Linked DNA regions of Mus musculus: all the other regions are linked to region 1. A link is a contact called in public HiChIP or PLAC-seq and promoter capture Hi-C data. All regions are on one chromosome and are shown on one strand. The core of a region is the stretch at or near the end of the contact, and the rest is flanking DNA. Distances in the headings are between cores, read along the strand shown. Region 1 holds the start of Ptges3 (prostaglandin E synthase 3). Region 2 has its middle 10 kb from the start of Esyt1. Region 3 holds the start of Lrp1 (low density lipoprotein receptor-related protein 1). Region 4 holds the start of Stat6 (signal transducer and activator of transcription 6). Region 5 holds the start of Smarcc2 (SWI/SNF related, matrix associated, actin dependent regulator of chromatin, subfamily c, member 2). Region 6 holds the start of Nemp1 (nuclear envelope integral membrane protein 1). Region 7 holds the start of Myo1a (myosin IA).

Region 1 (4,209 bases), core at 1,019-3,518:
ATTATTTTACTTGTACTGGTGTTTTGCGTATGTATGTATTATGAATGTATTATGTATGTATGTATGTATGTATGTATGTGCCTTTGCACCACGTTACAGTGAGTCACCATGTGGAAGCTGACAATTGAGCCTGAGTTTCCTGGAAGAGCAGTAAGTGCTGTCAACTTCTACATCATCATTTTTTTTTTTTTTTTTTGAGACAGTATCAATCACTGCATAGCCCTGGATGGCCTGATTTTAACTGTGCTAGGGTTAAGGGCATATGTCATACCTGGCCTTGTTTAAGTTTTGTGTGGGGGTGTTTTGCCTGTGTGTAGTATCTATGCCCAATGCACATGCCTGGTGCCATTGGAGGCCAGAGGTCAGATATCCTGGGACTAATGGAACTGAACCCAGGTCTTATAGAAGAGCAGCCAGTGCTCTAAATTCTGAGCTATTTCTTCATCCCTGATAAAAGTTTCTTAACAAGGCCTGTTCTGTTTCTTCCAGTTAACATGTCCCTCTTTTTTTGTGCTTCTAACACTTTTCAATTTTCCATTATAACAGTGGGTCTTTTTTCTTTTGGGGATGTGTTAGTAGTTGCTGGTGTCATGGTCTAAGCCCAGGGCTTACCCATGCTAAGCAAGTACTCTACCACTGAGCTACATCCTAACCTTTATTGAAATTGAAAATGTTTCTTTTTGGGGGGTGGGGTTGTCTGTTTTGTTTTTGTCTGATTTGGGGGGGGGGTTTGTTTTGTTTTTTGATTTTTGAGACAGGGTTTCTCTGTGTAGCCCTGGCTGCCCTGGAACTCACTTGGTAGACCAGGCTGGTCTCGAACTCAGAATCTGCCTGCCTCTGCCTCCGGAGTGTTGGGATTTAAGGTGTGCACCACCACCGCCCGGCAAGTCTGATTTTTTGAGGCATGTGTCTTTATATATACAAGGCTGGACAAACTCAGAGATCAACCTGCTTCTACCTGCCAACCCACTGTTGGGATTACAGACATGGGCCATGAACCCTAGCTCTTTTCGAATTTTGAGGGAACTGGAGTTAATGGTTCAGCAGTCAGAACACTGGGTGCTCTTAAAGACATAGGTTCTATTCCCAGAACCTACATGGTTCACATGATCTAGTTTCAAAGGATCTCAGGCCCTATTTTTGACCTCTGTGTGGGAATCAGGCACACACACGGTACACATACATAATTGTTGACAGAATACTTACATCACCTCGGGAAAAAATGGAAATTTGAAACAGGGAAGTTGCCCACACTACCAAGTTGTCCCAGCTCCTTCAGCTGAGATTACAAGCCTGTGACACTACACCAGACTAATTTTCATTTCCCTGACAGGTGGTAAAGTTCTTAACATCAGGCAATTGGATCTGGACTATACAGCCAACATCACCAATTAGTCTGCACTGACATCAATATCAAAAGAAAAAAGCCTGTAATACCAGCACATAAGAGACTGAAGCAGGATTACTCTAAAAACCTGATGTCCTAATAGTGGCTCATTGGTCTACCTCTGCCCTAATCCGTCAGTTTTTGATAAGCAGAGATTGTTCTTGGCTACTAACCCCATTTAACCCAGGGCATTGTATACAAAACCAGTCAAAGGATTTTCAAATAGATCCTTAACCACCTCATCTGAACTCACGCAAGGAGACAGCGAATTAATCTAGAAACTTCCCTCCTCGCCTCCCCCAGGGCGCCAATGTCTCCAAGCAGGGGGGAGAGGCGCGCCCCTAAAGGCAAAGAGGCAAAAGCAGCTCCTCCGCTAAAGGAGCCCAGGCGGGATCCGGACAATCAGAAAAACAGCGAGTGGTCCAGGCTTTAAGGACGAAGCCGTTTTTCCACGGATGCAACCGGCGTTGCCGGGCGTGGTGGCTTTGGCACAGGACTGCAATCCCGGACTCGGGCGACTGAACTCGAGGCCAACCTGGGTTTGCGGCAGGCACCCCTGTCTAAGACAAAACAATCCCCACACATCGCCTTGGGGTCTGCTGTATACGCCGCAGCGTCCCACCGCCTTCCAGGGCGGCCCCTACGTCTCTCGGGGAGATCGCCCGCGAGCGTGCTCAGGCGGTTGGCGGCCAACGGCTTGCTAACGCGAGACCGGAGCCCGGGAAGACAGGCGCGAACGGGGCAGCCGGAGGGTCGAGGGGAGGGGCGGGCGCGGGAAGGATCGCGAAGGAGCCGGGAGGCCCCGCCCCTTCCGTAGAGATCTCTAGAAAACCGCGCAGAGCCTGGAAACGGCGATTGCGCACGCGCGGCGGCCGGCCCGGGCATTTTGCTGCGTCACCAGCCGCCGCCCGGCCTCGCCACCCCTCGCGCGCACGCACGCTCCTTCTCCGTCCTCGCGCCCCTTTTCCTACACTTTCCTTCTCTCCCGGGTTGAGGGAGCCGCTCTCCGCGCGGTGCATTCTGGGCATCGAGGCCGAGCCCGCCGCCGCCGTCGCCTAAGAGGAGCGAGGAGAGGCCGCGACCGGGCAGAGACCGCCGGAGTCGCCGCCGGAGAGGAGTCGACTCGCCAGCCGCCGCCAGCGAGGCCCGCCCACCCGTTTGTCTGGCCCTCTGCCCCGTTCACCATGTGAGTGCGACATCCCGCCGACGGAAGGTCGTCCCGGAGCGGAGCGAGGCCGCGCCGGGAGCCCCGGCTGCCGGGAAACGGCCCCTCGCCCTCCCCCCACCCTCGGCCCTTCGCCTTTCTCCCCGCCCGCGCTGGTGGCAGCCCTGCCGTGGGGTGGGAGGGCCTGCATCCTTGTTCCTGTTACCGTTGGAGGACATTTTTCCTCCAGATGTCCGTTTCCCCACCTCCAGATCGACCCCCGGATTCCTCGTGCCAGAAATCCCACTTTTCTTCCCTAGACAGCCTGGCTCTCTCGGAACTCTGGGAACTTAGCCTTAGGCCCTAAACTCGTGTGTGAGCTTTCCGCCATGAGGGCGCCGGGAGCCGTGGAGTCCTGCCGCTCGGTGCTGATGCCCGGACCCGGCAGGACCGGGCTGAGAGCATTTGTGGGTGCCGCCGTAAGCCGGTGCTACCGGTAGGGCACCACGCGGCCCTCGGCGGCAGGCACTGCTAGGCAACTAGAGGGGGCCATGCCGTCACCACAACGAAACTTCCCGTTCCCACATCTCGGGTCTCTTGAAAATGGTGAACGCTAGCAAATGCGGTCACCTCCTTGGCAGCGAGTAATAGTTACTATGGAGCAGGTAGTTCTGCACGTGTCTAGTCACAAGATACTTGTGGACTCTTTTCTTCTCTGTACCTCAATAAACTTTGGGTGGCATTTCGTCATGCTCTTTGTATGCGGAGGTGAAACAGGTATAAAATGACCATCTCACTTGCCTGAAGGTCTTAATTTGTTTATATGGAGGTTACAGATTCTTTTAATCTAAGAATTTTTGCCCTTATTTTTCTAGCCTGGACAACTTTCAAATATGAGAGAATTGAATTACAGTACTTGAGGGTGGTGTGGGTGGCTGCTATGCACAGCACTAAAAGTTACGGATTGTAGTTGAAAAAAAAAGTTTAACGATTGTACAAGTTTAAGTTTTAACTGCTTGCTTGAATGGCTAAAAATCTAAATTGATAGACGATGTCCTAGAGCCAATTAGTGGCTGAGAAACAGGTCCTAGAAGAAGACCATGTAGTACTAGAAAATGTGTAAAGAAATTTGGAGGAGTCCCCCATAAAAACAAAGATATGTAGCAGGTTTTACATTTTAGTGTTTCATTATAGTAATTTTATTCATGTGTGTGCCCTCCCCCCACCCCCTCGTGTTCCTGGAGGTAAGAGGACAGTCTGTGGGGAAACAATTTAAGTTGTCAGGTAGAGAAACGGAGAGCCTTCACTTGCTTAGCCATCTCACCAGCATGGATTTAAATTTTACCTTTGAGATGTTAAGAAAAAGCTCTTGTGTGTGACTGACCTGTATTCTGATGTCATGTTGGCTTCTTAGGACAAGTTTATGTAAAAACTTTTTGATATTTTCCAAACTGTACGGGGAAAATGAATTGCTAGGTAAAACATAATCAATTTAGTAGATAAACATAGCCAAACGAAACATCTTTTCATCCAGAAGTAGCAATTTAGGAGGTAGAGAGACTGCGCAGTGATTAACAGCACTGGCTACCCTTGCTGAGAACCCAAGTTCTATTACCAGAACCAACTGCCTGCTGAGAGCAGAGGTGTTAGTTCTGAATCTGGAGTTAGAGGCAGTTGT
Region 2 (4,209 bases), core at 508-3,007, 480 kb after region 1:
CTTGTAAGAATTTGGGGAAGAGTCTGTTGTTTCCTTTAGTTCTTTTTCCTACCAGTTGTGGGATCTGTTGAAACAGTTTAGGGTCTTGCTGGCTGAAGGGAGCAGCCCCAAGACTGGCAAACATGGCTCTGTCAGGTCTCCCCCTTCCTCCCTTCCCTTTGCCTTGCTAAACTGTTAAGATTACATTCCTAAAGCTAGCCCCCAAGGTACATTCCCTTATTTGGCCACAGACACATTCCTGAGACAAAACACCAAGGTCCAGTTACCAAAGCATTAAGTCCAGTAGTGAGAAACCCCCTTGCTACCCATATCAACACTTCTGATCAAAATTAACCAACTCACCCAACATGAGGTTCTTTCTCCCTTTCCCTTTCTGAACTGCCATTTGCCTACGGGCCATGTCTGTCTCCTCTCCATCCAGAGACAGTCCTTTGTCCTTTGTCCCTCTGGGGCAAATAAATCTCCTTTGTAGATGGTCTAGTCGGCCATCATTGAGAAGAGCGGCCCCTTGGTCTTGCAAACTTTATATGCCCCAGTACAGGGGAATGCCAGGGCCAAGAAGTGGGGGTGGGTAGGTAGGGGAGCAGGGCAGGGTGAGGGTACAGGGAACTTTCAGGATAGCATTTGAAATGTAAGTAAAGAAAATATCTAATAAAAAAAAGATAACATATTTTACAAAATAAAAAATAAATCTCCTTTGTGTTGAGAACTTGGTCTTGGGTGTTTCTGGTTCCTGTCCTTTCACTGACCACATGGCTTCCCTTGAAGACAGTAGGACATTCCCTCTGTGGTGATCCTCCTCTCTGCAGAACATATGCTGGTTGGAGCCCCAACTCTGATGGGTCCATGACTTCTCTGATCAAACTGACAGGGAAGAGTGAGTGGAGTGCTTGCCTGGTGAACTGACTTGTTTTATGTCAAACCTGCCCCAAATTAGAGTCATCAGAGGATGGAGCCTCAATTGAGAAAATGCCACTATAAGACCCAGTTGCAGGACATTTTCTTACTTAGTGATCAGTGGGGGAGGGTCTAGCCCATTGTGAGTAGAGCTATCCTCGGGATTGTGGTCCTGAATTCAATAAGAAAGCAGGCTGAGCAAACCAGTAAGCAGCATCCCTCCATGGCCTCTGCATCAGCTCCAACCTCCAGGTTCCTGCCCTGTTTGAGTTCCTGCCCTGACTTCCTTCAGTGATAGACTACAGTGTAGAAACGTAACCCAAATAAACCCTTTCCCCAACTTGCTTTTGGGTCATGGTACTTTGTCACATTAATAGAAACCCAAACTAAGACCCCTGCGTACCCAAAGCCGTGGGTCCCATCCCCAGCACCACATAAAACCAGGTGCGGTGGTGGCATACACCTGTAATCTCAGTCAGTACTCAAGAGGTAGGGGTGGGAGGATTAGAAACTCAAGGTCAGTTTGGGTTACCTGATGACAAGTGTCTGTGAGCTGCCTGACCTTTCCAGAGTTATCCATCATCTCCTGGTCCTCCAAGACCTAATAGACCCAGGGCCAAAGTCCTGGCTGAGCTGAGGGAGAGAGACGGTGGACTGCAGGGGGTGGGGGTGGGGGTTAAAGCAATTTTGAGGAAACACAGCTCCAAGCCAGATAAAAATCACCAGCTTGTGCTGTTTGAATGAGAATGGCCCTATAAGCTCATGGATTTGAATGCTTAGTCACCAGGGAGTGGCACTGCTTGAAAAGGATTAAGAAGTGTGGCCTTGTTAGAGGAAGTGTGCCACTGAAGATGCACTTGGAAAGTGCTAAAGTCCATGCCAAGCCTACACAGAAGGATGTAGCTCTTAGCTATTTATCCAGCACCAGCCTCAAGGGCTGCCAACCCTCCATGATATGACGGGCTAAACTTTTTTTAAAAAGATTTTATTTATTTATTACATATATGTCTATATGTTAGTACACTGTAGCTGTCTTCAGACACACCAGAAGAGGGCATTAGATCCCATTACAGATGGTTGTGAGCCACCATGTGGTTGCTGGGATTTGAACTCAGGACCTTTGGAAGAGCGGTCAGTGCTCTTAACAGCTGAGCCATCTCTCCAGCCCAGGCTAAACTTTCTAAAACTGTAAGCAAGCTTCCCGTTAAATGCTTTCTTTTATAGGAACTACCTTGGTCATTATGTCTCTTCACAGCAATAGGACAGTAACTAAGACGCACAGCTACAAACCTAATCTCTCTCTTCTAACCAACCCTACTTCCCCTGCTAAGCAGAAAAACACAAGACTCAAAATCTATTCTGCATCAAAGAGTAATATTAAGTTTTACTTCCCTTTCTCTGCTGCCCCAGGCCTGGCAGGATCTAGACTTCCTGAGCACAATTCTCTCTTTTACCCAGGCTCTCCACATTCACACATGTGAGCAAGTAGAAACAGAAGAGGATGGGTGATCTGCTTGCTGGGACTACCATCACTGCAATGTGAGGAACTTCCTTAGTTGAAGGACTCCCCACACACCAAAACTTGTACCACACCTCAGTAAAAGAAAAGGCTCTTGTTGAATAGACCAGCTGAGCTCCGGAGGTACATGCATTTCTAACTTTTTCTTCCTCGACCCACCACATCATGAGACCTTCACATAGACATTATTATATGGTGCACAGAACATTTTTCAGGCCGGTTTTGTCACAGATCGGATTCAGGAGCCACGGGGTGCTGTGCCTTAACCGCACAAACAGGGTGGGGCCCCATCTGTTGTCAATTTTGTGCCTTAAGCGCCACCTGGTGGTGATAAACTGTAATAGGCCGCGTCTCATGACCAAGGCTTGAACTGAGTACCTACACTTCCTGGTTGTGTGTATAAACTTCGGCGGGAAGCACGGGGTTGGAGGTGGTATTTGATCTCAGCACACTCTGGAAGACGGAAGAGGAAACAGGATTTGATGAACCTTTCTTCTGTACTCCTTTTCAAAGGTTTGATGAAGCGTTCTTCTGTGCTCATTTTTAAAAGCTACTGTCAGTCGGATAGTGCTGCTGCCCTGGATGACTCTATATAGGTTTATTACAGTCAAGAATCAAGTCTGCCATGGCCTGGAGAGATGGTTCAGCGGTTAAGCGCACTGACTGCTCTTCCAGAGATGCTGAGTTCAATTCCCAGCAACTGCGTGGTGGCTCACAACCATCTGCAATGGGGTCTGATACCCTCTGTCTGTTGTGTCTGAAGAGAGCAATGTGGGGCTGGAGAGATGGCTCAGCAGTTAAGCGCACTGACTGCTCTTCCAGAGGTCCTGAGTTCAACTCCCAGCAACCACATGGTGGCTCACAACCACCTGTAATGGGATCTGGTGTCCTCTTCTGGTGTGTCTGAAGACAGAGACAGTATCTTCATTCACTCACATACATAAAATAAATAAAGTTTTTAAAAAGAGAGAGAGAGCAATGGTGTACTTATATACATAAAATAAATAAATAATTAAAAAAAGAAGAATCAGCCTGCCTAATTGAATGTTGGCCCCATTGCTTATTAATTGCAGAAACCTAGCAGAATGTACTTGTATGTATATGTATATATATATATATATATATATATATATATATATATATATATATATATGCCTGGTACCTGAGGAGGCTGGGAGAAGGTATCATTCCCCTGGAACTGGAGTTAAAGTTGTGAGCATCTGTTCCAGATTCAGTCTTTATGTGATCTAGACTTTCTTGTACCCCAAGGCGCCTTGGAACCTGCTATGTAACTGAGGCTGTTTTGAATTCCTGATCCTCTGGCTTCAGCCTTTCAAGTGCAGGAATTACAGGTGTGAACCACCACACTCAACCATGGTTTTAAAAGTAAGTGTGCATGCGGTGTGTGCTTGTCCACGAGTGTGCATGTGCATAGCTAGAATAACAGGTGATTGTGAGCTGCTGACTTGGGTGTGCAGAGAACCAAACTCAGGTCCTTTGAGTGGACAGTTGTGGGAAGCCACATGTGCCGTTGCAGAGTGGCACTGACTACTGCTGGCCACCATGCATAAGTTTGGACAAACAACCAATGTGTACATATGCAGTAAAGTTTTTTGCAAAGACACTCCCTGGCCCGGGCATGATAATGAGGCTTTGAGAGTATGACCAATCAGATGTGAGACATGCAAATGAGGTATGATAATGAGGCTCTGTGAGGTACAGAGAGTAGCCAATCAGATGAGGAACATGCAAATGAGGCGTAGTGCATAACCAATCTGGGTGTGAGACACGCC
Region 3 (4,209 bases), core at 974-3,473, 440 kb before region 1:
TAGGGTCTTGGGGGTTCTGCTTCCCAGGACCCAGCACTGAATGAGCCACACATCTCCACGGGCATCTTTCCCTTCTACCTGATTCCATCCACCCTCCTCCACAGGGCTTCTGGCAGGTCCATTTCTTGCTTAATACATTTTCTTCCCAAAGCTCTTTGCCTCAGTTTCCCTTCTTCTCCCATCCCAGCTCTGAGACCAAGAAGAAAGCACGGGATGACGTTAGATGTGAAGGACAGAGGGTGGCTGCACAGGCTTGCCTGACAGGGCAAAGTCTCTTTCCTCATCGCAGGCAGAAAATTAGGGGTGGCAGCTAGACAAGACAGTCCCCGACATGACATGACTGAAGGCCACTGAGTAAACTGTTTTCCTGGGCACAGCTGCCTCCTGACCCTCTTGTCCTCCTCCCACAACTGAAACAAGTTAGAGACAGGGGTGGGGGAGGATACATAATCTAGTTTCAGAGAAAAACTTTCCCAATCCCGGCCTGGCAAGCTCTTGAAGGCAGAGGAGGGCTGTAAGATGCTACGAAGCTGTTGTCCTCAGTGAGAGGCAAACCTGACAGGAAGTCACAAAATCTCACCCCTTCTCAAGTTAGGGACCCAGCCCAATTCAACCCCATGACCCCAGCGTGAAGCCTGGGCAAGTCTTGAACTGGGGACTCATGGAAGAGGAAAAACAGCTGACAGAAATAGGGACGAGGGGCATGCAATTCCCCCAAAACAACACAGCAGCCCAAACCTAACTAATATACAAAGTGTATGTATGAAGTGAGACAGGGCTGGGCTTTACACATTTACTAAATGAGCAGGATTGGGGGCATGGTCATAACCCCCATCCCAACCTCCAACTCTCCTTCCAACCCAAACTGTGATCAAGCCTGAAATCGGGGAGACAGAGCTTCCTCTGAACCCCTCCCCAGCGTTCCAGACCATTCTCCAGTCTCTTCCAGAATGATGACATCTGACGTTTTTCCTCTCATCTTAAAGCTCCCAGGAATTAAGAAGGGAAAGCCAGCCATAAGCGTCACCAGACCCCTCCATCCCTCAACCGGGCTCCTGACTGAGGCCCTCAGCGGGGAGCTGCTCACTTCGGAACCCAGGCAGGCAGCCCAGGATTCTGGACCCGGGCCTCCATGCCTGGGATGCAGGGCTCATTCCACACCCAAACAGGGGGCCCTGCCTATCCCCACCCACAGCTTTCTCGGCCTGCCTGCCCTTTGGCCAGCAGGGCACCCCTAGCCGGCTTTGCCTTCCAGCCTTCAGAGTCCACTGCAAAAGGCCCTCCGCCCCCTTTTGCAGCGGTACACAGCAAATCCGGATTCCTTCACAATTCAGATGGGGGTGGGGGGGCGGGAGGGTGGAGGATGTAGGGGAGGCAGAGGCCCTCCCGTACCAGAGATAGGAAGAGAAGGCCTCTTAATCCCAAGATCAGAAAAAGGGGGAGCCCTCTTTTCCTACCCAGGCCTCTGGTCTTTGTCTGAGCTGGGGGGCCCTGGAAGCATCATTTGTCCCAGGCTCCCATCCCCCAAATCAGACCCCATCCCCGCCCCCAGTCAGGCCTCTGCTGTGTCAGCTGGACTGGGATAACAAAAGGCACCCCCTCCCGCGTCTCCCTTCCCCATCCAGACGCAGGAGTGGGGGTTGGGGAGGGGGAGCCCCCAGGGGTCCATGGGGGCCGCCGGAATCTCACTCACCATCCATAGTGGCCCCGGAGACCAGAGCTGAAAGCAGCGGCAGCAGCAGCAGCAACGGCGGGGTCAGCATGGTGTGGGCCGATGCAAACAGCAGCCCCCACCCTCTGGTCCTGTTACTTCTTGTCCTCGCCCCCCCCAATTGGGGGGTCCCCCTTTATCTTCCTCTCCCCGACTCTTCTATTCTTATCCTTTCCTTAAGCAAAGCGAACCAGGGGCATAGGTGAAATGGTACAGTTCCGAGCCCCCTGGGAAGGGCCTGCTGACGCGGGTGCGCCCCCTGCCCCCAAATTCGAACCCTTCACCCCTGCTTTACTCCTCGCTCCTCTCCCCCTCCCAGGGCGAAGCTCACAGCCCCATCTCGGAGCCGCCTCTGGCTGCAAAAATGCACAATTGGGAGGAGGCGGGGTGGGGGGTGGGGGGCGTGGACCCGATGGGGGTGCCTTGGTAGGGGCCTGATGGAGCACTAGGGGCTCCCCCGTTTCCGCCTCCTCAGTGCACTGGCCTGGAGCTCGCACCGCTGCTCCCCTGACTGAAGTGCCGCGGGGGGGGGGGGTGGGGGGGAGGAGGGAGGGGGGTGTTCAGAGGGGAGAGGGAGGGGACAGGGAGAGGAGGGAAGGAGGGAAGGGGCGGGGAAAGAAAAAAAGAGGTGGGGGGGGGGGGAGAAAGAGCTACGCGGCAATCCTGACAGTGCGCATGCGCTGATTTGGCGCGCTGCCCTGGGGAGGGGGAGTCGGAGGCGCTACAAGCTTTGGAGTTCTGGGAAGCGGTCCGAGAGTGGGAGTCCCCGGGCACCCTGTCCTCTAACTGCGTCTACCTCATCCCAGCGCTCCCTAGAGCCGGTAGAGCCAAGGGTGGGAATGGGGTAAGGGGCAAGGAGAGCTGCGCTCTAGTGCCTCTTTAAAACTCTATGTCACACCCCAGGATTTCAGATCCCCTCAGTGGGGTCCCGAGCCGCTGTCTAGGCGGAGGCCTGATTTCCTTGGGGAAACCCAGACAGTGCCTCCCTAGCCTAGGGTGGGGGCAGGGGTGGCCGGTCCGCCGGGAAGGTGCGGGAAAGGCTGAGCTTTGATTTGGAGACTTTGTAAGAACCGGTCTGGGATTGGGGCCTGCGTCCTCAGGAGGCGGAGTGAAGGAGTGGCCACATGGACCCGCCCCCACCTCGCTCCAGGGCTCAGAGTAAACAGGGACACCCGCGGGGACACGCTGCAGCTTGTCGGCCCGCCTTGGGCTCAGGGATGGAGCCCACCTTAGTACCCGCCCAGCCCTGCTCGCCTGGCACGGGGCGCAGGAGAGGCAGGCTCTGGTTTGGAGAGAGGTGACTCACCAGAGGGTGGGGTTGGGGTAGAGCCATCCCCTTTCGCCCTGAGAGGTCAGGCTCGATTTTTTTTTTGTTTGTTTGTTTTGTTTTTGATACCTTCTGACTGGCCTCCCACCAAGTCAGGGTTTCAGATGCCAAACTACAGGGAGTTGGAATGAAGGACTCCAGAGCTCCGCTACCAGACACCAGTCCTAGGGGGCTGTGTGCTGAGTGCCGGACCTTTGTCCCCAGTCTCAGTCGGTTTGGGAACGGTACTCTGGAGTCCAGAAAGCATCGGGCGGTTCCTAGGGCCGGCGAACGTGCTTCCGGCCACTGCCCTCTTGTGGGCGACGTTTGAAGACTGTAACCCTTAGTGTCTGACTTTCTCTGTGACCTGAAGTGAAAGTTCTGGAAAGCTCAGCAGGCGACATCCCTGGCTAGAGATGAACTTTAAAGACCAGGGACCAGTACACTAACTCCACAGGAGTGACCCCCACACACACTCCAGCCTGTCACTGGCAGAAAATAGACTTGTCCATTAATGACTGAGAGCCTTTCTTCAATGAGAGCTTATGCGGCTCACGGACAGGCTAACTGTATAGTCTCCCAGGCTGGACTCTCAGGATCCATCTTTCCTCCGTCCAGTTTCCAGCCTGTGCTCAAGTAGAGGCCTGATGTCTTTCTTCCTTTTGAAATATACTGAAGGTTTCCTCCTCCTCCTCTTCCTTCTCCTCCTCCTCTTCTTCTTCCTCTTCTTCCTCCTCCTCCTGTTCCTCCTCCTCCTGTTCCTCCTCCTCCTCCTTTTTTTTTTTTTTTTTTTTTTTCTAGCACAGGGTTTCTCTCAGCAGGGGTGGTCTGTTATTCTTTTATCCAGCTTCCATGGCCTAATACAGTGCCAGGCCCAGGCATGGAGTCACTAAATATTTTTAGTGGATGCTCACAGGCTTCTGCTAGGTCTCCACCCAATATTGTGGTCCAAGCAAAATCTGGTTGAAACTGACCTCAGGCAACGTTGACAGGGAAAAAAAAAAAGATATCAATAGCTACCATGCAGCTTGTAGCCTGAGAAGGCTAAGAGCCTGCCGCTTGGCTTACACAGATGAATCTTCTTCCTGACCTTCTCACCTCGCGTCTCTTCCATGGACCTGTCCTGGGTATTTCCGATAACACTCATCCTTTTATTCTTTGTCTCAGTGGCTACCCTTCAAAACAACAACCA
Region 4 (4,209 bases), core at 752-3,251, 420 kb before region 1:
CTCTGGCTGTTCTTCCAGAGGACCTAGATCTGATTACCAAGACCCACATGGTAATTAGAAAACAATCATCTGTAATTCTAATTCCAGGGTATGTGATGCTCTCCTCTAGCCTCTGAGAGCACCAGGCATGCACATGGTATACATTCATGTAGACAGTATATCTATAGACATTAAGAACAATCCATCAAGGGGGCTGGAGAGATGGCTCAGATGGTTAAGAGCACTGACTGCTCTTCCGAAGGTCCTGAGTTTAAATCCCAACAACCACATGGTGGCTCACAACCATCCGTAATGAGATCTGACTCTCTCTTCTCGAGTGTCTGAAGACAGTGACAGTGTACTCATATGTAATAAATAAATAAACAAGAACAAAAAACCCAACCCATCAAATATTAATTGTTGGGTTGGGATGTGACTCATTTGGTAGCATCCTTGCCTGACATGCAAAAAGCCCTGGGTTCAGTTCTTAGCATCACAAGCCCTCTTGCTGTTTGTTGCATATTTCTAAGCCTGGTACTTGGGAGGTGAAGTTAAAGTTTGTCCTTGGTTACTAGGCAATTTCAAGGCCATCCTGGGCTACATGACCCTTTGTCTCAACAACAGCATCAACAACCACAGTCCAACCAAGTAGCTGAGCAACAACAACAACAACAAAAGTACCTCCTGCTTGCTGTTTACTAGGTGACCAGAGTTCCTCTGAGCCTTTATGTATCAGTATATTCTATTCTCACAACCCCACAGCTTAAGCCACTCTGCGTGCTCCGTCCTACAGATAATGAACCAGCCAATTCTGCAGTTAGCATCTTTGGCAGGACTTGAACACAAATAGGTCTTGCTCAGAGTCCATGATTATATTATATGTACATGTACAGTTTGCTCTGGCACCTGGGTGGATCTAAGTTTGCACTGTGTACAGTGCCCACGGATGTGCAGTGGAGGAATCAGCTCAGGCACCAGGGGGCGCCAGAAGCCTGGCTTTTGCTCTTTCAGCCCAGCCCTGAAAGGCAATGGAAAGCCAAAATTCCAACTTGACACAGCCACCCTCAGACTATCCCTCCATACACTCGACTTTCAGGTTTGGCCTTTTGTTATCCTCCCCAACAAAAACTACAGGACAGTCCTCTGGTTATGATGGTGATTCAGAGGCTGAACAAGGGGCGTGTGTGTGTGTGTGTGTGTGTGTGTGTGACTCTAAGAGGCTCTGAGGGCTGTCATGTGTGAGAGCCTGCTGCTACATGTGTAAAGCTCAGACACGCGCGTGTGCGTGTGTGTATGTGTGTGTGTATGCGTGTGTGTGTGTGTGTGTGTGTTTTCTTGTGGCCAGGGAAATTGCACATATTTGTTTTGGGGTGTGTCTCAGTGTTTACCTCAGAAACAGATAGGAACTTTGCCAAGGTTGCACAGCATATTCACATTCAAACTTGGCACCCTGGCAGCCCTCAGTGGCTATCACTAGGGTTTGGGACGTGGTATCCCCGAATGAATTCCTTTTCCTCCAAGGGACTCCCGGAGACTTCCAGAATTCTGAGCTAAGGGTTCCCCTCCCCCACTTCCTCCCTACAGTATCACGGGACTTCTAAGGCGTTCCTGCCTTGGAAGGAGGTGAGCCTAATTGTGCAGGGGCCTCGGGCTCCCAGCTGTTTTTCAGGGTCCTCCACTGGAGGACGCACACAACCCAGATGTCCCATAGCACAGTTCCCCGAGGTCCCAATCTCTGGCCCGGAGAAAGTTTGTGTGGTAGCTAGGCAGTTCGGGGTGGCATGCCTCTGCCAGATATTAGGTGACTTTTCCGAGGAGTGGGGAATGGATCAGTGCTAAGGGGATTAGAGTAAAGGTCAGCCTCCCTCCAGTGTGGTTCAATGGAGCTCCAGCTTTGCCCTCCCCACTACGTGCTTCCCCACCGGGTACATACAGGTTCACCCCACTTTCTTCCTCTTCCTCCTCCAGCCCACTTTCTCTTCTCTGTGTCGTCAGAGCGCCAGGGAGGGACCTGGGCAGACAGAGAAGCCGGAAACAGCAGGCCGGGGCAGCCAGGGTTTACAGTGAAGAAGGCCCGGAGACGAGTGCGTGCGTGCCTGTGTGTGTGTTTGTGTGTGTGTGCGCGCGCTCGAGCGTGTGCGCGCGTGCCTGTGTGCATATGTGTGTGTGTGTCTGTACACATTGAGTTTTTAGGGCCAGCCCAGGACCCGCTGGACAGACCTACAGACCCATGGGGCTTGGTAGTGCCCTCTGAGAGAGGGAGAAGATAGCAGCGGGGCTGCTGAGGTGAGGGGACGTCTGCGAGTAGGGAAGGTTATGGGGGGGCTTTGACGAACCACGAGGGATGGATTTTCGGGGCCTCTCGGATCCTCCCCCCTGGGCGGGGCAGTTGGTCCCCTGAAAATAGTTTCATCTGGGGTTAGCTGACGGCACTGGGTTTTGGCAGTTTCCAACTTTCGAAGGACTCGGGTGGGTACAGGCCTCCACATTCCGGTCCCCAACGTGTCGCGTCACTTTCCCCAATCCTCAGCCCTGCGCCTCCTGGGTCTTGGGACAGTCGCTGGGCAGAGGAGAAGAAAGGTTCTCTGGGTTGGGGGACATGGCTGCCTTTCCCTAGAAGTTGATGCTCCAGGGTCCCCGAGCCTGTCCAACCCCTAGCTGCTGCCCGCTAAAGGTTCCTACTCAGGGTGTGGCTGGAGGGTGAGAGAGACCCAGATGTAGATCTCATGGTGCCCCAGAGGAGGGGGACTTTCCCCCTCACTTTTTTGGCCGCAGTAAACCCTGAGATTTCCCCGTGGAGGGCAGCCGGCTGGGGGTTAACCCTCCTCATGCTGACCTGGCTCCACCTCCTCCCACCCTTTCCCACCCCCACCAGCGCCGCCACCGTCATATATACACGCACATTGGACAACTCAGGGAAGCCCTTGACTTTTGATATTGGGGTCACACGGCCAGCGGACTCGGAATGCGGGAGTGGAGGGGATAGATTTAGGCCACCAAGCTTACGAAGAAGCTTCTAGGTTGTCGGGCTTCCCCTACGGCGGGGAGGGGGAGCCTGGAAGGGAAAGCTCGCCCCGCCTCTTGAAGTGTAGCTCCGCCTTCCCACCCTAGGGGACTGATCTCAAGAAAGGACGGTCCTTGTCCTAGCCCGACCTATAGACCCTGCAACGTTACCGGCAGCTCAGGAGAAAAATATGGCTTAATGGCGTCTGGGGTGGGGGAAGGATGAGACTTGAGTCACTCTACAGGGAGATTTAGAGGAAATTGGAGCTGTTCCTGGCTTGGCGGTCCCAGTCCCCAGTAGGGTAAGGATAGGGCCAAAGGTCTGGAATCCGAACATTCCAGAGACTGGGAGGAAAAGGGAACAGAATCCTCTCTTAAATTTGAAAATAAGACAAATGTGACTCTTCGGGATGCCCCACCCAACGGGGTAGACAGTTTTAGAGCAAAGTCTGGTTGGAGGACCCTATGCAAGAGTTGAAGACTCTGCCTTTGGGAGTGAGAACTCAGGGAGTGGGAGAGCAACCGGGAAGATGGTTAAGGGTAGGCAATGTCCTGTGAAGTGGCCTCCTTCTCTTCTATATGGGAGTCCTGTGGGAGTTAAGAGGCTCAAAAGGCAGGAGGAATTGGGGAGACCCAGGGAGTTTCCATCCCATCTTCCTCCTCCTCCTCTCTGAGAGGTCATTATAAACTGAGAGCCATCCCTCCCATCAACCACTGAGCCATCCCCCTCAACCCAGCCCACTCTGAGGCCCCTGAGAGACTCAGGAGCCAGCACTCTGCTCCCTCTCCCTCCTCTTTCCCTGCCTTTCTTCTTCTCTTCCTCTGGCTTTTTGGCTGTCTTGTTGTCCCCCACTTCCAGACTGATCAGTCCTCATTGCTTCTCTGGTCTTCCCTCCCTTTCCCCCTTCCCAGCTCTTCCTGTCCTATCTGTAAGGTGATGGGATCTCTGAGCTGGAGGGAATTCTAACAGCACAGTATAGTGATTAATCCCAATGATGAGTAAGGGCCAGATTACTAACTTCTTGCCCAGTGGCCTTGGACAAGTTAACCTTCCTGAGCCTTAATTTCTTCATCTAGGAAAAGGGATAATTGTAAACTTTAAAATAGGCCTGGAGAGATGGTTCAGTGGCTAAGAGCATTGGCTGTTCTCCTGAAGGACCTGGGTTTGATCCCCCCAACACCCCAACACACACACACACACACACACACACACACACACACACGGCA
Region 5 (4,209 bases), core at 493-2,992, 400 kb after region 1:
GGACGGCCAGAGCTATACAGAGAAACCCTGTCTCAAAAAACAAAACAAAACAAAAAACCAACCAACCAAAACAAAAAACAAAACCCAAAAACAAACCAAAAACCAAAACCAGGAGCTCCATGAATTCTCAGAGATCCTTTCCTGGAGAAGGTTTTGCTATGCAAGAAATGAAATATAAAAAGAACTGGGTAACATGAGAGGGTTAGAGCCTGAGAAAGGAATTCCCTTGCTTGGTTAATATACACAGATTTTAACCAGCCTCTGGTGCCCAACAAATCCTCAACGTAGGCCTCCTCCTAGTCCCGTGATACCTGAGGTTATCTCAGGAAAACTCAAATGAGGGCTAGGGAATGTAGCGAAACAGAATGCTTACCTATCGAACAAATTGAACCCCTGGATTCAGTTCCGAGCCGCAAAGGATCCTGGCATGCTCAGGCACACCTGTAACTCCTAGTACTTGAGAGGTAGAGGCAGGAGGATCAGAAATTTAAAGTCATTCTTGGCTGCAAGGCAAGTTCAAGGGCAGCCTGTGCACATGAGTCCCTGTCTAAATTAAAAAGAAAAATCCAAATGAGAAACGCTTGTTTCTGTGTCTCCAGTCACCAGACTTCAAGGCTCCACTTTTGGTCACAAACTCCAAAGATGCCCTGTTTAGAAATCTTAGGTTTGACTAGCTTTCCCAAACAAAACGACTACTCTTCATTGTTATGAAATGTTACAGAATTCTCAAAAATATCTCAAAGTGCCTGGTATCCTAACAGCGAATACAGCGATGCCCAATTTGGTTTGTATGTCACCCTGGTCTAACCTAAAGGAGTAGTGCTGCCTTTTCACTTTCAACCACTCAACTACTGGTTAATAGGAGGGGGGAAAAAAAATACGAAAAACTGCCGTCACGAACAGGATTCGAACCTGTGCGGGGAAACCCCATTGGATTTCGAGTCCAACGCCTTAACCACTCGGCCACCGTGACTCCCAAAACTATGGTTGGCCGCGCGCTTACAGAAAGGGTCCGCACGGGTGACTGGGTGCGAGCGGACCGGTGCAGGGTCGCGGCCCGAGGCTCGTACCCAGAGCCGCTCCCTCCCTCGCACCTTCGCGCCACAATGCTTGAACCTGGGTCGAAGAATCGGGGCTCGCCAGCCGACTCCTAAAGCGGAGGCGACTGGCGAGACCCGAAGATCAGAGGGAGGAGACCCCTCACCTGACCCCCCCGGGTAGCACCAGGGGTGCTGGGTGCACCGGGACGAGGAGCGTCAGGGACACTCGTGGGTTGAAACAGGAATGGTTGGAAGGAACTTATTGGAGCGAAAGAGTTCCACGGGAACGTACGTGCCGGGGGCCACTCGGGGTTACGGGGCGGAGCTGCAGACCCGGGGCTCCCGGCTTCCCCGTGGAGTGGAACAGTAAGCCCCACTGCCGCTGCGAGACCAAGTCGGGGAGGGCTCCGCTGTCCTACAGCCGCGTCCTGCGAGACCCGGGGAAGCAGCCGGGCTGCCGCTGCGGGGAAGTCCGCCGAGCGCGCTCGGGCTCGCCCGCCTCCCACCGCCGCTGCTGCCGGGGTGTCCGCCGAGCGCGCTCGGGCTCGCCCGCCACCGCTACGCAGGGCCGCCGGCAGGGGGCGCTCCGCCGGCCGGGGCCCAGGCGGCGGGAGGCGGCGGTCGTGGCGGCGGGAGGCGGCGGGAGGCGGGCGGAGGAGGAGGCGGGAGCTGAGCTGAGCGGGGCGGGCGGCGGCGGGGCCCGAGCCCGAGAAGATGGCGGTGCGGAAGAAGGACGGCGGCCCCAACGTGAAGTACTACGAGGCCGCGGACACCGTGACCCAGTTCGACAACGTGCGGCTCTGGCTCGGCAAGAACTACAAGAAGGTACGCGGGCAGCGCCGCGCGGGGACAAAGGGCCCCTGGCCGCCGCTCCCGGGGCCGGCCCACCCTGCGGCGGCCGCCGCGCCCCTCCCCGAGGCCTCCCCGCGCCTCCCGCCCGCCCGCCCGCGCCCCTCCCCCACCCCTCCCCCACCGTGCCCTCTGCCCCGGTGCAGCGCAGCGGCGTTGGCGGGGGCGGCGGCGGCTCCGGGCGGCGGCCCGGGCCCGGCAGCCCTCGCCCTCCAGGCTGACCGGTGCCGCCGCGCGCCTCCTCCCCTCCGGTGTGCGAGCCGCGGGGCCCCCGCCGGAGCCCCGCGCCGAGCCAGACGCCAGAGCGGCCCAGGCCTCCCCGGTGGTGCTTTGTGTACGTCCTGAGACAGATGGCAGAGCAGGAGGGTAGACGGGCGCGGAGCAGGCCGTTGAAAAGCGTCTCTACCTGGGGAAATCACCTGTCTCCCAGGGTTACCCTAGTCTCCTTCTAAAGGGCTGCAAACCTCTCAGGGGACAGGACATGGCAGTCTAGGGCAGCAGCCCCTCCAACCCTCCTTTCATAATGAAGTCCTCTGCAAGCCAGCCAGCCTGGCATTGCTTTGGGTTTGAGGTCCAGAGGCTCGGATAAGCTTCATATCGCTAGTCCCCACCCCCACCCTGTAACTGGAAATAAGGATGGGGAACAAAAGGGTTCAAGAAGCCCTATCTATCTTTTTTTTTTTTTTTAACCAATTTTTATTCTTGTGTCTTCATGGTGTCTGGGCTTTTTTTCGTTTTTCTTTTTTGTCTTCGATATGGGCTGCTTCCTCACCAACCCCGGCTAAGGGTTCTTTTCCCTTGCTTTGTTTTACAGCCCCCAACTCTTGCTACTCCAGCCTTGCAGCCAGCCTGTCAGAGTACAGTGGACAGCTTCAGAAAGCTCCACTAATTCTGGTTTGAGTTTAGCCCTGAAACCATTTGGGGTCTCTCTGTTGGGTGTCAGACTCTTGACAAACAGCTGTTGGGTCTGTGACTTGTGTGCACCCTCAGCGTGAGGCTCTGGTTCCCAGTTTTCTGCCTTTGACCTTTTAAAGGGAGATCGGTCTAGGGTCTTGGTGTGAAGCCCCGAAGGCTTTGACAGCTGTGACCTGCTTCAGCTTTCAAGTGCTTAACTCTTTGTCATTTACTTCTCCCTTCACGGATCTCTTTATACCTCCCACCGAGAGGTGCTGACTCTAATTAGGGTAGAGGAAATAAGGGTCAAAAGGTAAAGAGAAAGTAGCTTCCTGGCTCAGTGAACAGAACAGAAAGGTAGGATCCCAGGTAGCAAGGTAGGTATGGTACGGAAGTGTTTGAGTTCACGGATTCCCGGCGGTTGTCTTACTACTTATTTATCAAGCTGGGTGGGTGGTCTGAGATCCTTGCTAGAGAGGAGACCCTACAATGCCAACCATGCCTGGCTTCAGTAGAAGCAAAATGTGCAGGCTTTAGTTTTTAAGTGAGCATGTCCTGCCTCACTCCCTTGCTCTCTTAACACACCATTATGGACGGAAGCCTAGTCTTTATCATGTTTCCCCCAAGAAATACATTGTTGTATCACTTAGAGACTCAAAGGGGTTTTTGTTTCCCTTGAGCTCCATCAACCTTCAGAATTTTTACAGTTGGTTGGAGGTGAGGTGCCGAGATAGCGGTGTCCTGCCATTCCAACGTCAGGGTACAGCCAAGGAAGAGTATAAAGCGTCACTCGCTGCCAGTCCTCAGTCCCGGTCACCTGGGCTGGTGGCAATAGGGTCCAGTCCCTCCTGAAGCCCTCTATATATAAACTAGACCTGTGGAGGGGAAGGCGCAATTCTGTCTGTTCCAGGTGCTTCCAGGAACTCACGGAGAGACGTGGGTGGTGGTAGAGAATTTATCTGGAATCTGTTTTTCTTCCCTTCCCTCCTTCCCAAGTACATACAAGCAGAACCGCCAACCAACAAGTCTCTGTCCAGCCTGGTGGTGCAGTTGCTCCAGTTTCAGGAAGAGGTTTTTGGCAAACATGTCAGCAACGCACCGCTTACTAAACTGCCGGTGAGTTCAAGGGGAGGGGGACAAATCCTCCGAACTGGGAAGAGGTTTTTCGTTTGTTTTGCTCTTTAAAAAAATTTTTTTTCTACGTGCCTGTAATCCAGAATTAGGGAGATTGAGACTGGCGAATCAAAAGTTGGAGACCAGACTGATCTATATAGCAATTCAAAGACAGTGTGTGTGTAGTACCATGTCGAAAAAGAAAAGCAAAACTCATCTTTTTCAAATTTCAAATTTTGGGGAGTTTTTTTTTTTTCCTTGTCCATCAATAGTCAGAGCATTACAGCTTGACCTAGCCCCCAGTTGATCATTC
Region 6 (4,209 bases), core at 744-3,243, 380 kb before region 1:
TGTGCTAGATGGAGCAGTGCCACACTGTTCACTGTGGGGTCAGCTCTGCAGCTTCTATTACAGTTTTTGTCTATATTTACTGAGCTCAAACCCAAGTTTTCTGGTGCACAAGGCTCCTTCCCACTACATGGCTTGACATTTGCAGGTCAGGCAGAGAATATGTACAGTACTCACAGAAACCGAAGCAGGACCGAAAGATGGGCAGGGCGGACTGGCAGGGAAGAGGTGACTCACGCTTGCAATCTCAGTTTTGTTTTTCGGGCTTTTTTTTTTCTTCCTGTTCCAAGATCCATATTATATGACATGTGGTTCATCGTGTTTACGTATGCTCCCTTGTCTGGGATAGTTTGTTAGTCTTCCCTTGTTTCACATTAATGTAAGTTTTTGTTTTGAGGTTGGTTTTAGATGTGTAGTGCAAGCTAATCTTATTTGTGATCCTCTGACCTGAGTGTTTTGAATGCTGGAGTTAACAGATATGGACCAACACGCCTCCTGTTAACCTTGACATTAAAAGTTTTTTTTTTTTTTTTTTTTTTTTTTTATCAATCGATCCATTAATTGTGTGGGGGGTATTGTGTGCCACAGAGTCAGTATGGAGGTCCTGTGGGAGCAGAAGTTGGTTTTCTCCTGTCATATGAGTTCTAGGTTTACACAACCGAGCCATCGCAATAAGCCATCTATATGTGTGTATAAATGTGCATATACATGTATACATGTGTCTACACACAAGTGTGTGTATATATATGTGTGTGTGTATGTATGTGTATATATATATGTATATGTATATATATGTGTGTGTGTGTGTGTATATATATGTATGTATATACACACACATACAGGTTCTCACGGTTCAAACTCTATAATCCTGGCTACTCTTCAATTCTCAGCAAGCCTTCATTCTCAACTTCCCAAGTGATGGGATTACAAGCACGCCTTTAATCCCAGCACTTGGGAGGCAGAGGCAGGCAGATTTATGGGTTCAAGGCCATGGTCTACAGAGTGAGTTCCAGGACAGTCAGGGATACACAGAGAAACCCTGTCTCAAAAAACCAAAAAAAAAAAAAAAAAAAAAAAAAAAAGGTGCTTCAATTTTCAATTTCTGTAAGTGCTACACACACAGTGCCTGGACTGCAAGTACTGGGAGGCACCTAAGCCACAGAAAGAACTTAGATTTGAGCTCAGAACCTACTTTGTGTTTTTTCTCTCTCTCTTAGCCTTGGCTTTTTTTTTTTTTTTTCCCAAATGGAGAGGATAAGCTGTCTTAATTATCACTTGTTTCGTTTCAAAACCAGAAATGCTCGGGACTTGTAGTTTATTCCTGTGGCGTTGGTGATTGAAACGAGGGCCTTGTGCACAGTTTAGCTACATCTTCAGTCAAAAAAGGAAACCGAAGCCAAATTAATACTTTTTTTTGGTGTTTTGTTTTCTGTTTGTTTTTTTCTTGCAGTGCTGGGGATCGAAGTCAGAGTTTCTATCTCAGCTCTATCTCTACATTTTCAAACGTTGTTTATGCCTGCAAAACCTTGACAACGCACAATAATCCTGTACTTATTGCTGAAATATTTCAGAACTTTGGAGACAGGCTGGCAATCATTTTACCTTAAAAAACGGTCACGGGAGAACCTTACTCGTGAAGAGTTGCCACTGGCTAGCATGTCATAAAAGGGCCGAGGAAGAAAGGAAAGAAAAACTAGAAGAGACGTTTCGATGGAAACACGCAGTCCAGGAGGCCTCCTCTCATTCTGATTTCCTATTGGGTAAGCTTTCCATCAATCTCATTTGTAAATAAACCGCGGACGGAAGCAGATTGCGGGGAAAGGGCGGGCTCTTCCTGTCGTCACTGCCAGGATTGGCGTTGCTAGGAGGTGTGGCTCCTAGGGGCGCGGGAGGGCGGAGCGCGCGAGGCCCCGCCTGCTCCACGGGTGGGGGTGGGGGCGGGTCTCGCAGCCGATTGGCTGCCGGCGCTGCCCGTTCGGAGACAGTTGCTGAGGAGGGGCACGCGAGGAGGAGGCGGTGTGAGGCATCCATGGCGGGAGGAATCAAAGTGTCGGTGTGGTCGGCGGTTGGTCCAGGGCCCCGGTGCTGGGGGGCCGGGGGCGGCGGCGGCGCCACATGGCTGCTCTTGGTCGTCGCCGGCTGCGTGGTCTGCGGCTCAGGTACCACCCGGGCAGCGGCTGCCCAGGGGTCGGGCGCGAGGGCGTTAAATGTGGAAAAGTGGTTTCTTATCCCGAGGGTGCGGCCCGTTACTCGGAGCAGCTCGGGACGCTGAGTGAGACGCTCCAGGGACGGTCCGCACTGACGGGTCCCGGGCCGCCCTCCGGACAGCTCGGGTCGGGCGGAGGCCTGAGCCTTCCCCAGGAAGGGAGGCCTGGGCTGGTTGACACCCTTTAGGGGGGAAACCACGGAGGGGCTCCGAGGTGCTGCTAGGTCTCTTGAATTTCTGAGTTAAAACGGATTTCTGGGTTTCGCCCTGAAATAGGTCAGGAGAAAGCAAACGCCCCACTCATTCAGTTTACTAAAAACACCCCAGGGATGGATCTGTCTCGGTACAGTGGAATAGAGTTCACCTGAATGTTTTTCAAGACAGGGTCTCTCAGGGTAGCCCCTGGCTGTTCTGGAACTCACACCTTAGACCGGGCCGGCCTGGAGTTGAGAGACCCACCTGCCTCTGCCTCCTGTGTGCTGGGATTAAAGGTGTGTGCCACCACTGGCCTCCTGTTAAGATCCTCCTCCCAAATAGCTCCGGAGAACACACCTGGAGTCATTATACTCCAGTTGCCCAGGAAAGATAAGAGGCCATCCGCTTAAGCGGGACGTAGTTCCTAAGTTTATTCATTCTTTCAAGCACATTCATTTTGTACTTTCTGCTGGACAGTCAACTCCGGACTAGGTAAGAAACTTATTTTGTGATCCCGACCAGAAAAAAAAAAAATTAAAAGTTGATAAGAAATCGTGTTTTCCCTCCCTTGTTAAATAGTGGCCGGGAAAATAAGTGATGTTTGCCAACATCCACTGGAGGGAGTAGCAACTCCAGAGAATAAAGACAGCCAAGGCGTGTAAGCACACATCCACTCTCATACTGCCCCCTTCCGTTCCTGCCTGCCTGTCACTTGCTCTCACTTGTGGCTTTAAGATCAACACCCATAAATATATTGTTCAAGAGGGACTGGAGACTTCTTTTGGGAAGAGAGTATATGTCCAGGAAAGATTCTTTTCCGGATCAGGGCCTAAAAGCCTAGAACAGGATTTGGAAGGACTGTCACCTGAATAAACTGTCAAAATGGGGCCTCGGGGTGTGAGGACATAAGGAGATACTAAGCACAGTCAGCAGTTCCTTTGAGATTTCCTTTACAGGACACTGGGGATTGAAACGGAAAGCAAAAAGCCAGGCATAGTGGCTCAGAACTTTACTCCCAGCACTTGGGAGGCCAAGGGAGACAGATCTCTCCAGTTCGAAGATAGCCTGGTTGGTCTACGTAGTGAGTTCCAGGACAACCGGAGCTACCTACACCTGGAAACAAATAAGCAAATAATAAAATAACTTAAAAAAAAAAAGTGCCGGGCGTGATCGTGCACGCCTTTAATCCCAGCACTTGGGAGGCAGAGGCAGACAAATCTCTGAGTTCAAGGCCAGCCTGGATTACAGAGTGAGTTCCAGGACAGCCAGGGCTACACAGAGAAACCCTGTCTGGAAAAACCAACCAACCAACAACAACAAAAGTAACCTAAAGCACACTTTTCTGCTTGCTTGCTTCCCTTCCTCCTTTCATTGAGACAGGGTCTCACTGTGTCGTGCAGGCTGCTTTGCAACTCATGTGTAACTCTGACCTGTAACTCAGGCTCCCCCTGCTTCATCCTCCAGGATTCTGGGTTTACAGAGCGTCACCAAAGGTTCCAAGGTTTCTTCTAGGAAGGGAGGCTCGGGGGCTTCCTAATGTGGAGAAAATTCACCTCCAGGAGCAAGTCGGAATGCCGACCTGGTTATGTGGATGTCAGCTGTCAGAGCAATCTGCGGCACTCTAAAAGCCAGGCTCTCAGATAGTAGGATGGAATTTTATTCAAAGGTTGGTTACTGTCACAGGGAGTTTTAGAAACATTTATTTAGCAAGTATTAATACAGTTAAGTGTAAAGAAGTAGGCAAAACCCTTGTAGTTTATTGCTTGTGTGTGTCTGTGGGTGTGTGTGCTTGAGCATATTTGGGGGGGGGG
Region 7 (4,209 bases), core at 683-3,182, 350 kb before region 1:
ATGGACTCTTCTCTATTGGAGCCCTCAGTCAAAGCCAGGCAGATAGGCTTCCCCTAAATGCAGGGAGTCTATGCTTCAGGAGCTTGTGAAGGGTTAAGGGAGCCACACCCTCAGCAGGAACAGCCCTGGACTTTGTGCTGAGCAGCCATCTCTCTGGCCTCTTCTGGCCTGAGTGGCACAGGGAGCCGGGGTGGAGAAGAGCAGCACAGAGGAAGGTCAGACTGAAGACATCTTTGACACCATGGACAGCTCCTGCTAACTAAGCCGCTGCTCCATCTTTGGAATCTGTGGCTCATACCCTTCCCATCAGACTGGGACTTGCTCCCCACCCCCATTCTCCAAGGGGCACCGAAGTACGCCCTTGTTTCTACTGTTGGGTAAGTCCTGCCCTGCCCTGTCACCTTGGGGTGCTCCTTCTGGGATCTGTTTCTTTTTTTCCTTTCTCACCTTCAGATAATCATACTTGTACTCCTCTCAATTCAAACTCAAAGCTGTGTTCCTATACCCTACCTCTGCTTCACACCCTTCCCTGCCAGGTTGCTTCAAAGACTCTGTGTGTGTGTGTGTATGTGTGTGTGTGTGTGTGCTCTCATGTGTGCACGCATGTGATGTGTACTCGCACACGCAGGTGGGAGAGACAGACAAAGACTGGATCTTACTTTGTACTTCAGGCTGGTCTGTGGTTCATTGTGCAGCCCAGGTTGATCTCAAACTTATGGCAATCCTCCTGCCTTGGCCTCCTGAATACTGTGATTACAGGCATAAGCCACCTCGGATGGCTACTTGCCTTTAATCTGAGAAATATGGGCTAATAGTACTATCCACTTCATGGGCTATTATAACTGTCAAGTTACAGTGTTTAGAGCTCTGTCTGTCCTGTGATGAACACTGCGTGTTTTCTAGAGACTGCTATCATCAGTATTCATGTGGTGCCCTAGGTATTTAGGAAGTTACTGGAGCTTGGGGAAACAAAATGAAGGAGAAAGAAGCCTGGATGCCTTCCTTGCCCTGTATGCTGTTCTCGTTCTTCCCCTAGGTTCAGAGAAGCCAGAGAGTGAGGGAATGTGTTGTACTCCTTCTAGGGAGTGGCACTGACCATTGTACTACTTCTGCTGCCCTGCCCACTCAGTCTGCTTGAGGAGAGCTTTTATTTCCTGCAGGAACACCTGCCACATGCTTGCAGCATGTGGCCCAGCCCAGCTCTCCCTGCCCCCAACCCTCAGAGTCCTCCCTGGAGCACTCTCCTTCCCCACTCCCACCAGCTACTAAAAAATGGGGTGTGTCTCTTTGGGCAAAGTCCATGCCAGAAGATGATAGGTATGGTATAAACTGTGAAGATTTTACAACTAAAGACGGAAGCAGGGGAGATAATGAGAGACCTCACAGTTGAGAAAGCCTACCCACTCCCATTTTCCACGGGCAGCTCTGACCTTTTGTTTACATTGCTGATCTCATCACTTTATCCAACATCTAAAAATGAAGTCACTGTGGTAATGGCAAGAAAGAGAGACCTCTTGGAGATGGGAATTGTAGAGGGATTAGGTGACTGAGACAGGGGTTGGATATAAGCACTGGAGCAAGGGGCCAGAGAGAGCGCCCCCCTCAGGAGGGAGGAGGGAGAGCACCTTGAATACCTGGCTGCAGAACAAAGCTTGGCTCACCCTTCTTCCAGCTTTCTCCTTTAAGCACAATTCTGCTCCCCTTCCCCTCAGGTGGGCAGACAGAGGTAGTCCTATCTGATGCCCATCTCACCCTCTACCCCGGGTTCCTCCACCTCCCTGGATGGCCAGGTTGGTCCAGAGACCCTTCTAGTCAGAGGGCTCTCCTGTAGGCCCTTATGCCTCCTTGCCCTCCCACCATGACTTAACTCTTAAGCTGAGCCATCAGCAGCAATTTACAGTGTTCACTCCTAGGACCCTCTAGCCTCTTGGCATGCCTCTCCTGGAAGGTCCCGTGGGGGTGGAAGACCTCATCCTCCTGGAGCCCCTAGATGAGGAGTCTCTGATCAAGAACCTCCAACTCCGTTATGAAAACAAAGAGATTTATGTGAGCTTGCCATGGGAGCCAGGCTGTGGGGGTACCCAGGGGGTTCCAGTATTCCTCCTGCCAGGCTCATCTGTCTCACCCTCCTTCTGACCCCAGACATACATTGGGAATGTGGTGATCTCAATGAACCCCTACGAGCAGCTTCCCATCTATGGACCAGAGTTCATTGCCAAATACCGGGACTATACTTTCTATGAGCTGAAGCCTCACATGTGAGTAAAGGGAACCAGAGGAGGGCTGACAAATGTCCATGAAGCATCCTCCTCTCCCCCTCCCCGGTCTTTCCCCAAAGGAGCTCCTCCAGCATCCCTCTTCCCCTGAGAATCCTTCCTAGACTCAGTTCTTGTCTGATCTGGATCACACGGGGAGGGTGGATGAACCCAGCGCTAAGGATTGGAAGATGATGCCCTTGGGCTGGCCTCACATTGACCACTGACCACTTCCTTCCCACAAGCTATGCTTTGGCAAATGTGGCCTACCAGTCACTGAAGGATCGGGACCGGGACCAGTGTATCCTCATCACAGGCGAGAGTGGAGCTGGCAAGACTGGTGAGGAGGCTCAAGGCTTGGGAGAGACCAGAGATGGTGTCTGGAGTCACCTCCTTATCTCTCCAAGCCAGGCCTGTCCCTGTCCTCTGTCCCCATTACTTCCTCTCTGGTTTTTCTTCCTTATTTTCTTTTTTAGGATTTTTACATTTTTTCTGTCTATATGTATATGACTGAGTGTGTGTATATATTTGCACCACAGACATGCGGGTACCTGCAGAAGGCAAAAGAGGCTGTCAGATCCTCTGGAACTGGAGTTGCAGGTGGTTTTGAGCCACCCAATGTGGGTGCTGGGAACTGAACCTAGGTCTTCTACAAGAGCCTCAAGTAACACATGGCAGTATTTGTGCATGCCCTCAGTCCCAGCACTCTATTTGTGCATGCCCTCAGTCCCAGCACTCTATTTGTGCATGCCCTCAGTCCCAGCACTCTATTTGTGCATGCCCTCAGTCCCAGCACTCTATTTGTGCATGCCCTCAGTCCCAGCACTCTATTTGTGCATGCCCTCAGTCCCAGCACTCAGGAGGCAGCAGCAGGAGGATCTCTGAGTTTGAGGCCAGGCTGGTCTACAGAGCAAGTCCCAGGACAGCCAGGGCTACCCAGAGACAACATCTCCAAAAACCAAGTGCACACGCACACGCACACTCACACACATACATTTGCGTGCACACACACAGAGCAGCAAGTGTTCTTAACCACTCCAGCCCAGTCCCTGTTTTTCTTACTGTTAGTGATGTGGTGTCAGAGCTAAATGGGATGGGAGTGAGCGTGCCCTGGCTGGGGACTCTGTGATAGTTAAGGAGGTAGAAGCGGTTGTGTCCTGGTCAAGGACTCTGATAGTTAACGGTGGGAGGGGGAGGGGGAGGGGGAGTGTCCTGACTCACTCAGAGTTTCTCCTGCACAGAGGCGAGTAAGCTAGTGATGTCCTACGTGGCTGCTGTCTGTGGGAAAGGAGAGCAGGTGAACTCTGTGAAGGAGCAGCTGCTTCAGTCAAACCCAGTGCTGGAAGGTGAGCCGCTACTCTCTACTCTCTTTATCCCCAGAGTCCCTTAGCCTTAGTAGACCCTCTTCCAAAATTGTGGTTTCCCTTCAGCATAAAAGCTACCATTGGTCAGCAGACTGGAAGGAGCTGTGCCCTCAGGTCTTTCCTCCTCTGGGCTCCAACTCTTGGGAGCTTCGGCCCCTCACTTTCTCTTTCTTCCCGTCCACAGCATTTGGCAATGCCAAGACCATCCGCAATAACAACTCCTCTCGATTTGTGAGTGAACACATCTGCCCCGGAGGAGTATGGGGCGGGTGTGGGGGTGGGGTGGGGTGGGGTGGGCAGGAAGAACTCGGAGGTGGGACTGAAAGTAAGAAGGGCAGAACAAAGCTCTCCCACAGGTGTGTGTGTTGGGGGAGAAAGACAGCCAAGGCTTTCTCTGGTCTCTCCATGCAGGGAAAGTACATGGACATCGAGTTTGACTTCAAAGGGTCCCCCCTGGGCGGTGTCATCACCAACTGTATGTGTCCCCCTCTCATAAGCCTCACCAACACTCTCCACTTCTGTCCCTTTATGCCCATCTGCTCCTGCAGGCAAGAGCATTGTTAGGTTTCAGGAAACTCCCCAACTCTTAG

Evidence for each region. Promoter capture Hi-C pulls out the DNA fragments that hold promoters and counts their contacts. HiChIP or PLAC-seq counts read pairs in DNA pulled down with a chosen protein or histone mark.
Region 2: a contact with region 1 is called in a promoter capture Hi-C map of pre-B cells, with 4 times the contacts expected there. The contact joins the enhancer-like site here to the promoter of Ptges3 in region 1. A contact is called at or near these places in 7 of 39 promoter capture datasets (the C10 cell line, erythroid cells, fetal liver and 4 more), 1 of 484 Hi-C or Micro-C datasets (embryonic stem cells), 3 of 115 datasets of contacts at active chromatin or transcription factors (extraembryonic endoderm stem cells, memory CD8 T cells and trophoblast stem cells) and 2 of 9 other capture datasets (adipose tissue and liver).
Region 3: a contact with region 1 is called in an H3K4me3 HiChIP or PLAC-seq map of bone marrow-derived macrophages, with 5 times the contacts expected there. The contact joins the promoter of Lrp1 here to the promoter of Ptges3 in region 1. A contact is called at or near these places in 4 of 39 promoter capture datasets (embryonic stem cells, hippocampal neurons, liver and 1 more), 1 of 484 Hi-C or Micro-C datasets (embryonic stem cells) and 6 of 115 datasets of contacts at active chromatin or transcription factors (bone marrow-derived macrophages, embryonic forebrain, extraembryonic endoderm stem cells and 3 more).
Region 4: an H3K4me3 HiChIP or PLAC-seq map of the 230-238 cell line shows a contact between it and region 1, with 16 read pairs. The contact joins the promoter of Stat6 here to the promoter of Ptges3 in region 1. A contact is called at or near these places in 7 of 39 promoter capture datasets (the C10 cell line, cranial neural crest, embryonic stem cells and 3 more), 1 of 15 datasets of contacts at CTCF or cohesin (the NIH/3T3 cell line), 2 of 484 Hi-C or Micro-C datasets (the G1E-ER4 cell line and cardiomyocytes), 18 of 115 datasets of contacts at active chromatin or transcription factors (the 230-238 cell line, the NIH/3T3 cell line, bone marrow-derived dendritic cells and 13 more) and 4 of 9 other capture datasets (adipose tissue, embryonic stem cells, liver and 1 more).
Region 5: a contact with region 1 is called in an H3K27ac HiChIP or PLAC-seq map of trophoblast stem cells, with 2.7 times the contacts expected there. The contact joins the promoter of Smarcc2 here to the promoter of Ptges3 in region 1. A contact is called at or near these places in 5 of 39 promoter capture datasets (cranial neural crest, hematopoietic stem and progenitor cells, hippocampal neurons and 1 more) and 5 of 115 datasets of contacts at active chromatin or transcription factors (bone marrow-derived macrophages, effector CD8 T cells, epiblast stem cells and 2 more).
Region 6: a CTCF HiChIP or PLAC-seq map of the NIH/3T3 cell line shows a contact between it and region 1, with 9 read pairs. The contact joins the promoter of Nemp1 here to the promoter of Ptges3 in region 1. A contact is called at or near these places in 21 of 39 promoter capture datasets (the 3T3-L1 cell line, 3T3-L1-derived adipocytes, the C10 cell line and 14 more), 2 of 15 datasets of contacts at CTCF or cohesin (CD8 T cells and the NIH/3T3 cell line), 4 of 484 Hi-C or Micro-C datasets (CD4 T cells, Sertoli cells, bone marrow-derived macrophages and 1 more), 25 of 115 datasets of contacts at active chromatin or transcription factors (the SCID.adh cell line, SST interneurons, VIP interneurons and 19 more) and 5 of 9 other capture datasets (adipose tissue, embryonic stem cells, liver and 2 more).
Region 7: an H3K27ac HiChIP or PLAC-seq map of trophoblast stem cells shows a contact between it and region 1, with 11 read pairs. The contact joins the promoter of Myo1a here to the promoter of Ptges3 in region 1. A contact is called at or near these places in 10 of 39 promoter capture datasets (the 3T3-L1 cell line, cranial neural crest, embryonic stem cells and 5 more), 1 of 484 Hi-C or Micro-C datasets (bone marrow-derived macrophages), 4 of 115 datasets of contacts at active chromatin or transcription factors (bone marrow-derived macrophages, embryonic basal ganglia, embryonic stem cells and 1 more) and 1 of 9 other capture datasets (macrophages).

Annotation. Positions count from the first base shown.
Region 1 is chr10:128,056,714-128,060,922 of GRCm38.p6, forward strand. Ptges3 (prostaglandin E synthase 3) reads left to right here and starts at 2,269. Exons shown (of 8, transcript NM_019766.4): 1 at 2,269-2,573. The coding sequence starts at 2,572.
Region 2 is chr10:128,533,719-128,537,927 of GRCm38.p6, forward strand. No RefSeq gene overlaps it. Among named protein-coding and RNA genes, the nearest start is that of Esyt1, 10 kb to the left of the region's middle. Within about 2 kb of position 1,758, at least 173 of the 459 cell types and tissues checked have an H3K27ac peak or open chromatin away from gene starts, as enhancers often do. A contact at or near this core is called in adipose tissue, memory CD8 T cells, pre-B cells and 1 more, where this site is marked.
Region 3 is chr10:127,618,925-127,623,133 of GRCm38.p6, forward strand. Lrp1 (low density lipoprotein receptor-related protein 1) reads right to left here and starts at 2,224. Exons shown (of 89, transcript NM_008512.2): 1 at 1,694-2,224. The coding sequence starts at 1,763.
Region 4 is chr10:127,640,985-127,645,193 of GRCm38.p6, forward strand. Stat6 (signal transducer and activator of transcription 6) reads left to right here and starts at 2,002. Exons shown (of 22, transcript NM_009284.2): 1 at 2,002-2,265.
Region 5 is chr10:128,457,573-128,461,781 of GRCm38.p6, forward strand. It overlaps Smarcc2 (SWI/SNF related, matrix associated, actin dependent regulator of chromatin, subfamily c, member 2), which reads left to right and starts at 1,743. Exons shown (of 29, transcript NM_001372395.1): 1 at 1,743-1,865; 2 at 3,780-3,899. The coding sequence starts at 1,755. n-TScga2 (a tRNA gene) reads right to left here and starts at 973; the gene lies at 892-973. Mir8105 (microRNA 8105) reads left to right here and starts at 1,108; the gene lies at 1,108-1,196.
Region 6 is chr10:127,675,072-127,679,280 of GRCm38.p6, forward strand. Nemp1 (nuclear envelope integral membrane protein 1) reads left to right here and starts at 1,994. Exons shown (of 9, transcript NM_001113211.1): 1 at 1,994-2,156. The coding sequence starts at 2,027. It overlaps Gm16230 (a long non-coding RNA gene), which reads right to left and starts at 1,688. Exons shown (of 4, transcript XR_872178.1): 1 at 1,600-1,688.
Region 7 is chr10:127,703,324-127,707,532 of GRCm38.p6, forward strand. It overlaps Myo1a (myosin IA), which reads left to right and starts at 1,933. Exons shown (of 27, transcript NM_001081219.2): 1 at 1,933-2,046; 2 at 2,143-2,258; 3 at 2,501-2,595; 4 at 3,497-3,601; 5 at 3,804-3,850; 6 at 4,031-4,094. The coding sequence starts at 1,933.